Linked DNA regions of Sus scrofa: region 2 is linked to region 1. Evidence: chromatin contacts called from public HiChIP or PLAC-seq data. All regions are on one chromosome and are shown on one strand. Each heading gives the region's core, a stretch centred on a gene start, on an enhancer-like site or on the middle of the called end of the contact. The rest is flanking DNA. Distances are from core to core; before and after follow the strand shown.

The links. HiChIP or PLAC-seq counts read pairs in DNA pulled down with a chosen protein or histone mark.
Region 2: an H3K27ac HiChIP or PLAC-seq map of skeletal muscle shows a contact between it and region 1. The contact joins the enhancer-like site here to the promoter of SCUBE1 in region 1. A contact is called at or near these places in 2 of 5 promoter capture datasets (liver and skeletal muscle), 9 of 47 Hi-C or Micro-C datasets (epiblast stem cells, fetal skeletal muscle, heart right ventricle and 5 more) and 1 of 2 datasets of contacts at active chromatin or transcription factors (skeletal muscle).

The regions. Positions count from the first base shown.
Region 1 is chr5:5,558,683-5,563,789 of Sscrofa11.1, forward strand. It overlaps SCUBE1 (signal peptide, CUB and EGF-like domain-containing protein 1), which reads left to right and starts at 2,797. Exons shown (of 24, transcript XM_003125983.6): 1 at 2,797-3,011. The coding sequence starts at 2,924.
Region 2 is chr5:5,608,797-5,613,608 of Sscrofa11.1, forward strand. The region is part of intron 4 of SCUBE1 (signal peptide, CUB and EGF-like domain-containing protein 1); the gene reads left to right. Among named protein-coding and RNA genes, the nearest start is that of SCUBE1, 50 kb to the left of the region's middle. Within about 2 kb of position 2,630, at least 8 of the 83 cell types and tissues checked have an H3K27ac peak or open chromatin away from gene starts, as enhancers often do. A contact at or near this core is called in skeletal muscle, where this site is marked.

The DNA of each region.
Region 1 (5,107 bases), core at 1,547-4,046:
GGACAGGGCTGCAGGGGAGGGCAAAGGGGCCTTGTTAGCCCCACAGAGTTTTCACAGGCTGTTTGGGAGGTGACAGAGAGCCATGGAATTGTTCCCTCCCAAGGTGACTGTCTGACTGTTTCATGCCCGGGGCCTCCATTCGCCCAGCTCAGCTTCTAGACCCTGTAAGACGGCCCTTGCTCGAGGCCAGACATGGGGACCTCAACCCACCAGCCTAGCCCGTGGCAGACAACACATGCAGCACTTTACAGTTTGAGGGGTGCCTTGAGAACATCCATTCCTTGGTCCCCACCTTCTCCCTCGGACCTGACATATCTTGTCCATTGAGGAAACTTCTTCGTCATACCTGGTGCCCAACTCTAGGGTCCCGGGCCCAGGAGGCCTCCCTGGCCACCCCAGGGGCGGAAGTGACCACCTCTTTTTCTGCCACCTGCTTTGGCACCTTCATGGGGGGCTTACCAGTGTGCGTCCTCCCCACCCCCTCCTCCTCTGTTCCCTGACTCCTCTGCACAAGCCTCCTAAAAGGAGCCACTTTTTCTCTGCACGCCTGAGAGGAGCAGGCTGGGGACTAGAACTTGGTAGAAGCTGTCTCCAAGTTCCAGGGGGTCACGGTCTAACCAGCTACCACCCTGCCTCCATTTCCTCCTTGATGTGGGGGGACAGAGCCTGGGAGAAAAAAAATCCCCTGCCATCACGCCTTGGGGGGACACCTGACCAGGGCTGAGGAGCCCCTGATGAACAGTTACATTAAAAAGCATCATTTCGTTGCTCCCATCATAGCGCAGCCGAAATGAATCTGACTAGTATCCATGAGGACGAGGATTCGATCCCTGACCTTGATCCGTGCATTGGGGCTCCAGTGTTGCCGAGAGCTGTGGCAGAGTTCGCAGACGTGGCTTGCATCTGGTCTGGCTGTGGCTGTGGTATAGGCTGGCAGCTACAGATCTAATTCGACCCCTAGCCTGGGAACCTCCATATGCTGCGGGTGCGGCCCTAAAAAAAGACCAAAAAAAAAAAAAAAAAAAAAAAAAAGCATCGTTTCCAGTTGGTTAGAACTGAAAGGACCTAGTTCTCAACTCATCCTTCTTGCCCTATTACCTAAAGTACAATATGTGGTTCTGAGGGAGTTTCTCCCCTGGAAACCCAAAGCCACACAACTGGGAGGAAGGCAAAATAAAGGCTGATAATGAGGTCTCCCAAATTAAGCCACCAGCCAGGAGCAACCACACAGAAGGAAATGTCTAGAGTGATTGGGGGGGGTAAGGCTGGCCCTCTCTGGTTCCCCCTGTGGAGGGGACCCCTTGCCTCGGCCACCAGGCCAGTGCCACAAGCCGTTTGTGATATGAAGTCAGATTGGGAGCAAGGGAGCCTGGGCACAGGTTTAACTTTCCAGGACTGCAAAGACTGCCTGCTGAAGGTTGTGTGAGTGTGTGTCTGTGTGTGTGTGTGTGTGGTCACACATCTGTGTGTGAGAGGCTGTGTGTTGGAAGTGTGCGAGGGTGTGTGTCTATGAGGATTTGTATGTATGAGCATGTGTGAGTGCATGTGTGCCTGAGGGTGTGTGTTGGAGGGTGTACGTGAGTGTGTGTGTGTTGGGGGGGCGGGGAGGGGAGCTGGTGTGGAGAGGCGAGTTGGGCGTGGACTGGTGCAAGCAGAGTGGACAAAAAGAGGAAAGTCTTGTCTTTGAGTCAGGCCTGGAGAGCAGGAGAAGAAAAAAGGAGCTCTTATTGGTGGTTGTCAAGGAGATGGGCTTTGGGGTTTGCTGAACTTTTCTTCCCTTAAAGCGTCCTGCCTGGGGCTGAGAAGGGCCATTTATTTCCAGCTTCGCCTCCCAAGTGGGGGTCTCAGGTCCAGGCCCCAAAGAAGTCAGGTGTAGACTCCAGGACAGGCCAGAGCAATTCTTCAGTGCAATGACCTTACCCCCACCCCCAGCCCACCACCCCTCAGTGTCTGGCACTGGGGAGGCCCAGGGCTCGCATTCTGGGGGGCATCAAATTTTGCTGGATGACAGGTCAGTCCGAGATGGGCCGGGATGACCGAGAGCGACTGAGGGGACTTGGAGCTTTGTGGGGGCCCCTTCCAGATCTGAATCCCGGGAGGCCCTAAACACATTTACAGGCCATTGGCCCTTGGGGAGTGGTAAAAAGTTCATTTGTTTGGAACATAAATTTTCAAACGAGCTTCAGATTTTTTTCCTGTCTGGCTTCTTCACAGCTGCATTGCCAGCGCTTGCTTGGCACACAGTAGGTGCTCAATAAACATTTACCGAATGGATGAGCAGAAATTTCTGCTTTGAGCATTTTGCGTGTCTTTCACTGCGAATGGATGTCACAGGCCTTTCTTGACCTCTGAGGGGCGGTTGGCAGGCCCCCTTCGTCTCCCTTGAGAGAGTGTGTGTGTGTGTGGGTGGGGGTCGGTGTATGCGCGCGCGCGCGCACACACACGCGAGCTGGTGGCTGGGTGGGTACTGCCCCCAAAGGGGCGACCACCTTCGACGACGGGGGCTGGGGAGGGGGGAGCCAGGGACAGGGGGAGGGGGCAGCCTCAGAACCAGCTCCAGCCTGGCCTAGACCGTGCACCCCCACCCCCCGGGCCCCCGGGCAGCGCGAGCCGGCTCCTACCCCCCACCTGCCGCCCACCCGGAGGGGAGGGGGCGCCCCCGGACGCCCGCGCCTGCCCCTCCCCCCGCAGGCTGGCGGCCCGCGTCCATTGGCTGGTCGCGCGGGGAGCCCCGCCCTCGGCGGCAACGAGCCAATGAGCGTGTGGCTGTCAGCTCGTCAGCCGCGCCGGCTCGGAGGCTGGGAGCCCAAGCGGTGGCGGTGGAGCCAGCAGCTAGGAGCGCTCGGCGAGCGGCCGGTCGGTGGGGTCCTCGCACCCCGCACGCCCGCACGCCCCGCCCGGCCCGGCCCGGCCCGCAGCGAGCATGGGCGCGGCGGCCGTGCGTTGGCACTTGTGTGTGCTGCTCGCCCTGGGCGCGCCCGGGCGGCTGGCGGGGGGCAGCGGGCTCCCAGGTAAGCCCCCACCCGGTGGGCGGCGGGCGCGAGGCGGCGGCAGCGGCGGCGGGGTCCCGTGTGGGCCCCCAGCTCCGTGCCGTCGAGAGGGCCGCAGCCCGCACGGCCCCGCGGCCCGCCCCGCCTCTTTGCAAAGTAACTTCTGGGGCCGGCGCCGGGCGCCCCCTCCCCGCAGCCCCGGCAGCCCCGCGCTCCGGGAGCCCGGCGGGGCCGCAGCGGGGGCGGAGTGGGCTGTGGCCCCGGGGGAGGGGGAATGTGAGGGAGGGAGGAAGAGAGAAAGCGCGACGGCCGGCCGCGGGCAACCCCCCCACCTCCGCCGCGCACCGCCCGAGGGCGAGAGGGAGTGGGGACCCTGCAGCCTGACGGGCGCTCCCCCAGGAGAGATGGGAGCGCGGGCGGAAGGAGGCCCAGAGGGGAGACCCGGAGGCGGTGGGCGAAGGAGAAAGGACAGACCCCGAGAGAAAGAGAAGAGGGAGGTGATAGATGGAGAGACAGACGGACAGAAAAGGAGGCACACAAAAGGACACAGGGAAAAAAAGAGAAAGACTGGAAGAGTAGAGATGAGAAAGGCCAGGAGAGAAAGGAGGAGACCCGGCGGAGTGAGGAGGAGGCAGACGAGCAGCAGGACGGAGAAAGATCGAAAGAGGGGGACGTGCGAACAGGACTAAGGGCTGGGAAGAGCAGAGGAGAGGTGCCGTTAGAGGGACCCCAGAGAACGAGACGGAGGACTCCGGGAGGGAGGAGGGAGGGAGGCAGAGGGGGAAGAGAAGGATGGAGGTGGCTGGGAAGCTGTGTAGGGATGGACAGACACAGACCAAAGGCGATGGGTGGGAACCAGAGTGAGGGAGACCAAACAGGGGACATGGGGAGGGGGCCCAGGAGAGGGAGGCGGGGGACACTGAAGGAGGGAGCAGGCACCCAGCGTCCGAAACCTGCACACTTGGGGTTCGGCGAGAAGAGGCGGGCGCCCCATGGATTTCACAGGGACCTGGGGACCCGCCCCTTCCCCTCCTGTTCTCTTGGTCGTCTGGAAGGGGCTGTCCCACAAAAAAAGCTGAAGACACAGTCTCTTCTCTGTCCCCCGGAGAAGCTTCCTCCCGTCCTCTTCTTGGTGGGAGAGATGCTGCTGCGCCCTGCCTGGCGTCTCTGAGCTCCCCTGGGGCTGCGCGGGGCTCCCAGAGGTCTGGGTTTGGCGGCAGGCAGTCTGTTCCTGTAAGTCACGCCCTGAGTGAGGATGCTGGGCCATTTAAACTGTGCCACAGTGGGAGATGAGCTGTTTTTCCTGTGGCTCCCCAGGAAAACTGAACCCTACTGCCATGCCCCACGTGTCTCTCCTGGGCTTTGAGGTCCTTCACCCCCGTTTGATTGTTCCTGTGTGTGCCTGTCGCCTCCTCCCTCTCTCTCCCTCTCCCTCCCTCTCTCCTGTGTGTCTGTCTGCACTTCCCTTCCGCATCTTCACCCCGTGGAAGCCTTATGCTGTGAAACAACTAATGTCAAGCACCTGTGATGGGAGGGCTGGGCGGGGGTGCCCTGCTGAGGGAGTCCCCAGCCCAGGCCAGGACTGGGGCCAGAGAACCTGCAGGAACCTATGGCCTGTGTGTCTCTCCCTCTCCCCAGCCCCCACCTAAAGGCATGTTTAAAAGGTGTGTCAGGAGGTGCCCCTCCCCTTGGCTAACATCCATCCATTTCCATCCCATGAAGATACCACCTAGGTGGGAGATTAGGGGTGCAAGGGCGAAGAGCCCTGGGCATTCCCCCCTGCCCATTCCTGTGCTGTACAGCCCCTTGGGCAATTGCAGGGCTGTATCTGGAGCCCATTGCCCCTGCTGGTCCTGTCTCAGAGGTGGCCCCAGTCCTCTCCCCTGGCAGATGCAGACTGGTCCCCTCTGGTCTCTGGCTTCCTGCCCTTGAGACTGTGCCACCCCTCTGAGGGGGGTCCCTCTGTGGTCACTTCTTCAGAAGGGAGTGTACTGCTGGGCCCTGGCCATCTGACGGCTGGCTATGGTCTCCTGTAATGACTACCTCCTGGCTGCTGCTCCATCTTTCTCTGGGCAGCTGCAAAGGATGGGTTGCTGACCGGGCAGATACAGCCACCC
Region 2 (4,812 bases), core at 1,380-3,879, 50 kb after region 1:
CCTCCCTCCACCCCCTGCAGCAGGGCTGTTGGTGTTTCTGGTGTTTTCTGTGGCAGTGAGGTGGGGCAGGTGCCAGGCCCCAGCTCTGCCCTCCCTAGCGGGGAGCGCTTCCCTCAAGCAGCTCTGCTGCTCCGAACCTCAGCTTCCTCATCTGCAAAGGGGGACCATGGTGTGGAGCCAGCAGGGTCTTGGGAGGATGGGACCCCACACACTAACACTAAGCTCTGGGGGAGACCGGGGGCCCTGGTCATGATTTTTATTTGAAAACAGTTGCTGAGATAGAAAAGAAAGACACACTTAAGAAATACAAAACCCGGGGTAATTAGGCAGAACGGCTTTCCTGGCTCCTTGGAAGTCTTAGTGTTTGTTTAGGCAGCTTCCTCAAGGACAGGGCAGCCCGATAATTCTCAGCCCTGCCGTGTCCCCAGGAGGACAGAAAGGCCGAGCGCCACGGTCCCTGGGCGCTGCTCCAGGCGCACTGTCCGGGCTGACGAGGCACCTTAGGAGGTCTCGTGGCTGTGGGGCTGTGGGGTCCTGCTGCCCCGGACGAGGGCCCTGGGCCCAAATCGAGTTTTATAAAAAGCACACTTGTGAGGAAGAGAGGGCGAGTGGTGGTGGGAAGGGAGTCGTGCTTTCATCAAGGAGAGGGGTTTGCAGGGAGACGAGGCTCGGAGCAAGCGGGAAGGGCCCGAGGCTGTGTGCGCTCTGCTCCTGTAGACCAGCTTTCCCACGAGCAGGGTGGGCGCTCGGGAAGGCCGTGGCCTGGTTGGAAGGCAGATGAACAGGAGGGGACAGCACGACGCCAGGTGGCGGCTGGGTTCTGTTTGCAACCGGGGCTGCTCTGCCTGTAAGGATTCGCTGTGCCAAGGACGTTCCAGAGCAGAGCAGTGGGGTTGGGGGACACGATGACGTGGGGGCAGCGACTGCGGCTGCTGTGGGCTCCACGCTTCCTCCAAGCTGGGCCCTCACAGCAGCCTGCCGAGCTGGGTTATCGTGACCCTGTGACTGGTGAAGGTGCTTAAGCCCAGTCAAGTTGGGAGACCTGCCCGAGGTCATACCATAGGTTCCAGGCAGTCAGGATGCCAGCTCTGGTCACCAGGTGGGACGCGATGAGGCTGGTAAGGAAAGAAATCAGGCAGAGGAGCAGAAACAGACAGGTGCTGACGGCCTCTCTGAGGAAGCTGCACACGAGCTAGAACAGATCGACGAGCGGGAGGGGCTGCGGGAGGGGTCTGGGGTGGGGGTGCAGGCAGGGTTTGTGTCAAGGCCCGCGGGGAAGGGACCAGGCTCCTGTGAAACTGAACAAGGGCGGGGTGGCAGAGCACAGCAAGCTGGCACGAGGAGTGCATGCCAGGGGCCACCGTGAGGCTGGTGGGACGTGGCCGGAGCTGGGATTTCAGGCATCAGCGGCCGAGCGGAGCTGGTGAGGCAGTGGTGGGGGAGTGATGCCAGAGGGCAGGGCGGGGGATATCAGGGGAGACTCAGACTCTCCAGGGGCCAGGAATCTAGATTCAACCAGAATACAGATTTGGGGGACTCAGCCCCAATCTATGTCAACCAGCTGTTGGTTAAAGAAGTCCCTGCTCTCGTTAGGATTTTTGCGTCAATCTCCCAATGTTGAAATCCAGGTAGTGAATCAATCTGAGAACTAGAAAACTTCTTGGCTACCTGCCTAAGGACAAGGGAGGCATTTCCGGGGTCCCCGAAGGCTGCGTGGAGGGACTGAGGAGGACAGGACAGGACAAGTGCATGGGACCTGGACCCCCGGTCCTCTGTGCCTGTGGGGGCATGGGCCTGGGCCACCGGACGGGCTGCTCCTTCCCGAGGCTCCGTGGGTTGTCGTGGCAGTTGCCGCCTTGACCGTGTGTTAACTGCAGTGCTGGTTGTTAGAGCTCAAAATCAGAACGTGTCCAGCGAGCTGAGACCAGCTTGTTCTGCCCCCAAGTGACCTCTGACCCAGTCAGATTCCTATGTCACCTGACTCTAGGTTCCTAATGGCTCGCAGCCCTCTGGAGCCTCCCCTGAGCCGGGGAAAGCAAGGAGGCCGGTTTGATTAGAGGGGACACGACGCACGAGCAGGGTCAGCCAGGGCCAGTCCAGGCTCCTGGCCAAGAGACAAGGCCACGGACTCAGCCCTTCTGAGTGGCTGCACCTCATAGGCGCCAGCACAGACCCTGGCCTGAGGCGTGTGGATCTGGCCAGGTGGGGGTTGGGAGTTTTAGGTTCTCGGCTGTTCTCCGTCTGCACTGGTCACGTGGCCTCTGCCATTACTCCTACCTCTCTGGGTCTCCTTGTCTATAAACCGAGACCAGTAATCCCTCCCAGACAAGCGAGGGCTCCAGTAGGGGAAATGCTTTGAAGGGGTCAAGTTCATTGCCTGCCCTAGGGGTGGCCGCTCACATAGGCAGCTTCCTCAGGCCTTTAGAACGCATGCTGGATTTGGGGACACAGGCTGTTCCCTGGTTCCCAGCTTGGGTGGGAGGGGACCCAGAGCCGCTGAGATCTGTGGCCCGGCTCTCTCCACTCAGCACTTCTGGCAGCAGCACAGCCCACACTCACCCCCTCGTTCAGCCTCTGGCCCAGCAAGCTCTAAGTCCCTCTTCCGCCCCACGGCCGGGGGACAGCTGGGCCAGGCCAGTGCCAGCCTCTGCTGCCCCATCATGGCCGGCCGCCCAGGGCCTCCCAGTCCCGGTGTGGACAGGCCACCAGGCAGCTGGCACCTCCGGCTCTCTCCCTCTCCTAGGCCTGCTCTTTTCTCTTAAATGTACGTCGCGTCCACGCTCCAAGAAGGTGTTGACTCCTGGATGAACTTTCCCCTCTCCTTCCCGAGAGGACTTCTTCCCGTCAGTCTGAGCGAAGCTGATTTAGCGGGAAGGCGCTCTGAAAGGTCTGACGAGCTGTGTGATTAGGTCACTAGTTCATTCATTCGTGTGCCAGGCGCCCGGCTGGTCCCTGGGATCCCAGTGTCAGTAAAAGCAGACACGGTCCTGCCAAGCTTTCCGCCTAGACAGGGGTCCGATGCTAACGAGGATGCTAGCAGTTACCTTCTCTTGAGGAGCTGAGGAGGGCGCCCTGGAGGGAGGGCACTGGGCCTTCCAGGGCCTCTAATGTTCCCATCTGCACAGCAGAGACGCAGTGAGAGCCGTCTCCAGGAGGGCCTGGTGAAGGATTGCCGTTCTCACTGGCGCTGATCCTGGGCCACCGCAGCTGCCCACAGCCGTGGGTTTGAGATGTTTGAGCCCCTCGCCCACGCAGGAGGCTGCCCGCTCTCAGGCCTCGCCTGATGCCCACTGTGGTCCCGTCTCTGGCGGTGCTGGAAGGCACCCGCGTGAGAGGCAATGTGTTGTCTCCACGGTGGAGAGATGCGGGACCGACTGGCAAGGGGGCTTGGGGGGCTGTATGTGTCAAAGCCCAGCCCCGAGGGCCCTTTGGCACAGACACCTGCCACCATTAAGAGCACAGGTTCTGGGGCCTGGCAGCCTTGCCTGGAACGCCAGCCCCCCAGCTCATCATCTGTGCGACCTTGAGCAACCTTGAGCAAGTCACATCTCTGGCCTGTTGTAGACTGGGGGTCATCGCAGTACCTGCTTCATAGAGGTGGAAAGATGATTTCAATAAATGCGGCGTCTTAGGATTGTGACTTATCAGAGGTGAGGAAGGAGGCCCGAGAGGGCAGCCCCCCCCCCACACACACATATACCCGGGCCTATTTCCAGAGCCGTCAGCAGAGTCAGGGCCTGGAGCATTCAGGGCAAGGCTCTGCTGCTGTGCGCGGGGGCTGCCCGGAGCCTGAGCTTCCGCTGAGGATGCTCAGGCGATCGGCAGTCAGGCCTCCTCGGGGAACGAATGCTCTTCCAAGCGGTGAGCTGATGGCCCTGGCACCCGGGCTTATCCGTGCTCAGGGCAGCACATGGCATGCAGACACCTAGCCTCACCCTCAGCCGTCACCCAGTCGCAGCTCGCCAGCACCCACCACGAGTCCCACCTAGGGCTGCAGAGCTCAGGCCCCCCGCTCACAGGGGAGGTTTGAGCGGTGTGCCGGGCCCCTGCTGGGCACCGGCCGTAGGGAACCGAGACTTGAGGAGGACATCAGGCCTCTGTCTGCTCCTGCTGCTCCCCAGGCTCTGGGCGCCCCACCCGACCCCGTGTACGGATCAGGGCCCCGCTCAGCCCGCAGTGAGCCGGCCCATGGAAGGCTGTCAGGCTTTGCCTCCTCTGGGCTCAGAAGGCTGCCTTTGTCCCCCACCCCCCTGCAGAAGGCAGTTTTCCCCCTGCTGCCTGCGTCCCTGCAGCTTGGCTCCCCGTGGGCAGGGACTCTGTCCCCCCTGTGCTGATGTGGGGTGGGGGAGGGGCTGGTGCTCCCCGTCCTCGGCTCGTGCAGGCCAGCTCCTGCTCAGCATGGACCAGTGGACGCCGCAGCCCGTCCAGGCGCTGGGCCAGGTGATGGAGCCCAGAGGCGTGTACGTTTCACCGCACACCGAAGCCTGCCATGCTGCCTCCCCTCCCGCGTTGGATGCTCTGGAACAGGCCACAGGGCCCTGAGCATCTGTGTCCCTGCAAGGCGGAGGCCCGTGCAGAGCGGATGCCGGACTGGCATTCTCCCAGCAGGACGTTGGGTTTACATGCGCGCCTTTAACGGTCTCTTTGATGTCCTTCTGAGTCTGTTTAAGTGCACGTAAAAATGTGGGTGGGAGACGGCCTCGCCCTCCCACCGCCAGCATTCCTTGTGGCACTCAGAGCCGTGTTTTCACAGAGCTCAAGATTTGGCATCCAAGGTAGCACTGGCTCCAGCCAAAATCTGAGGTGGGATCC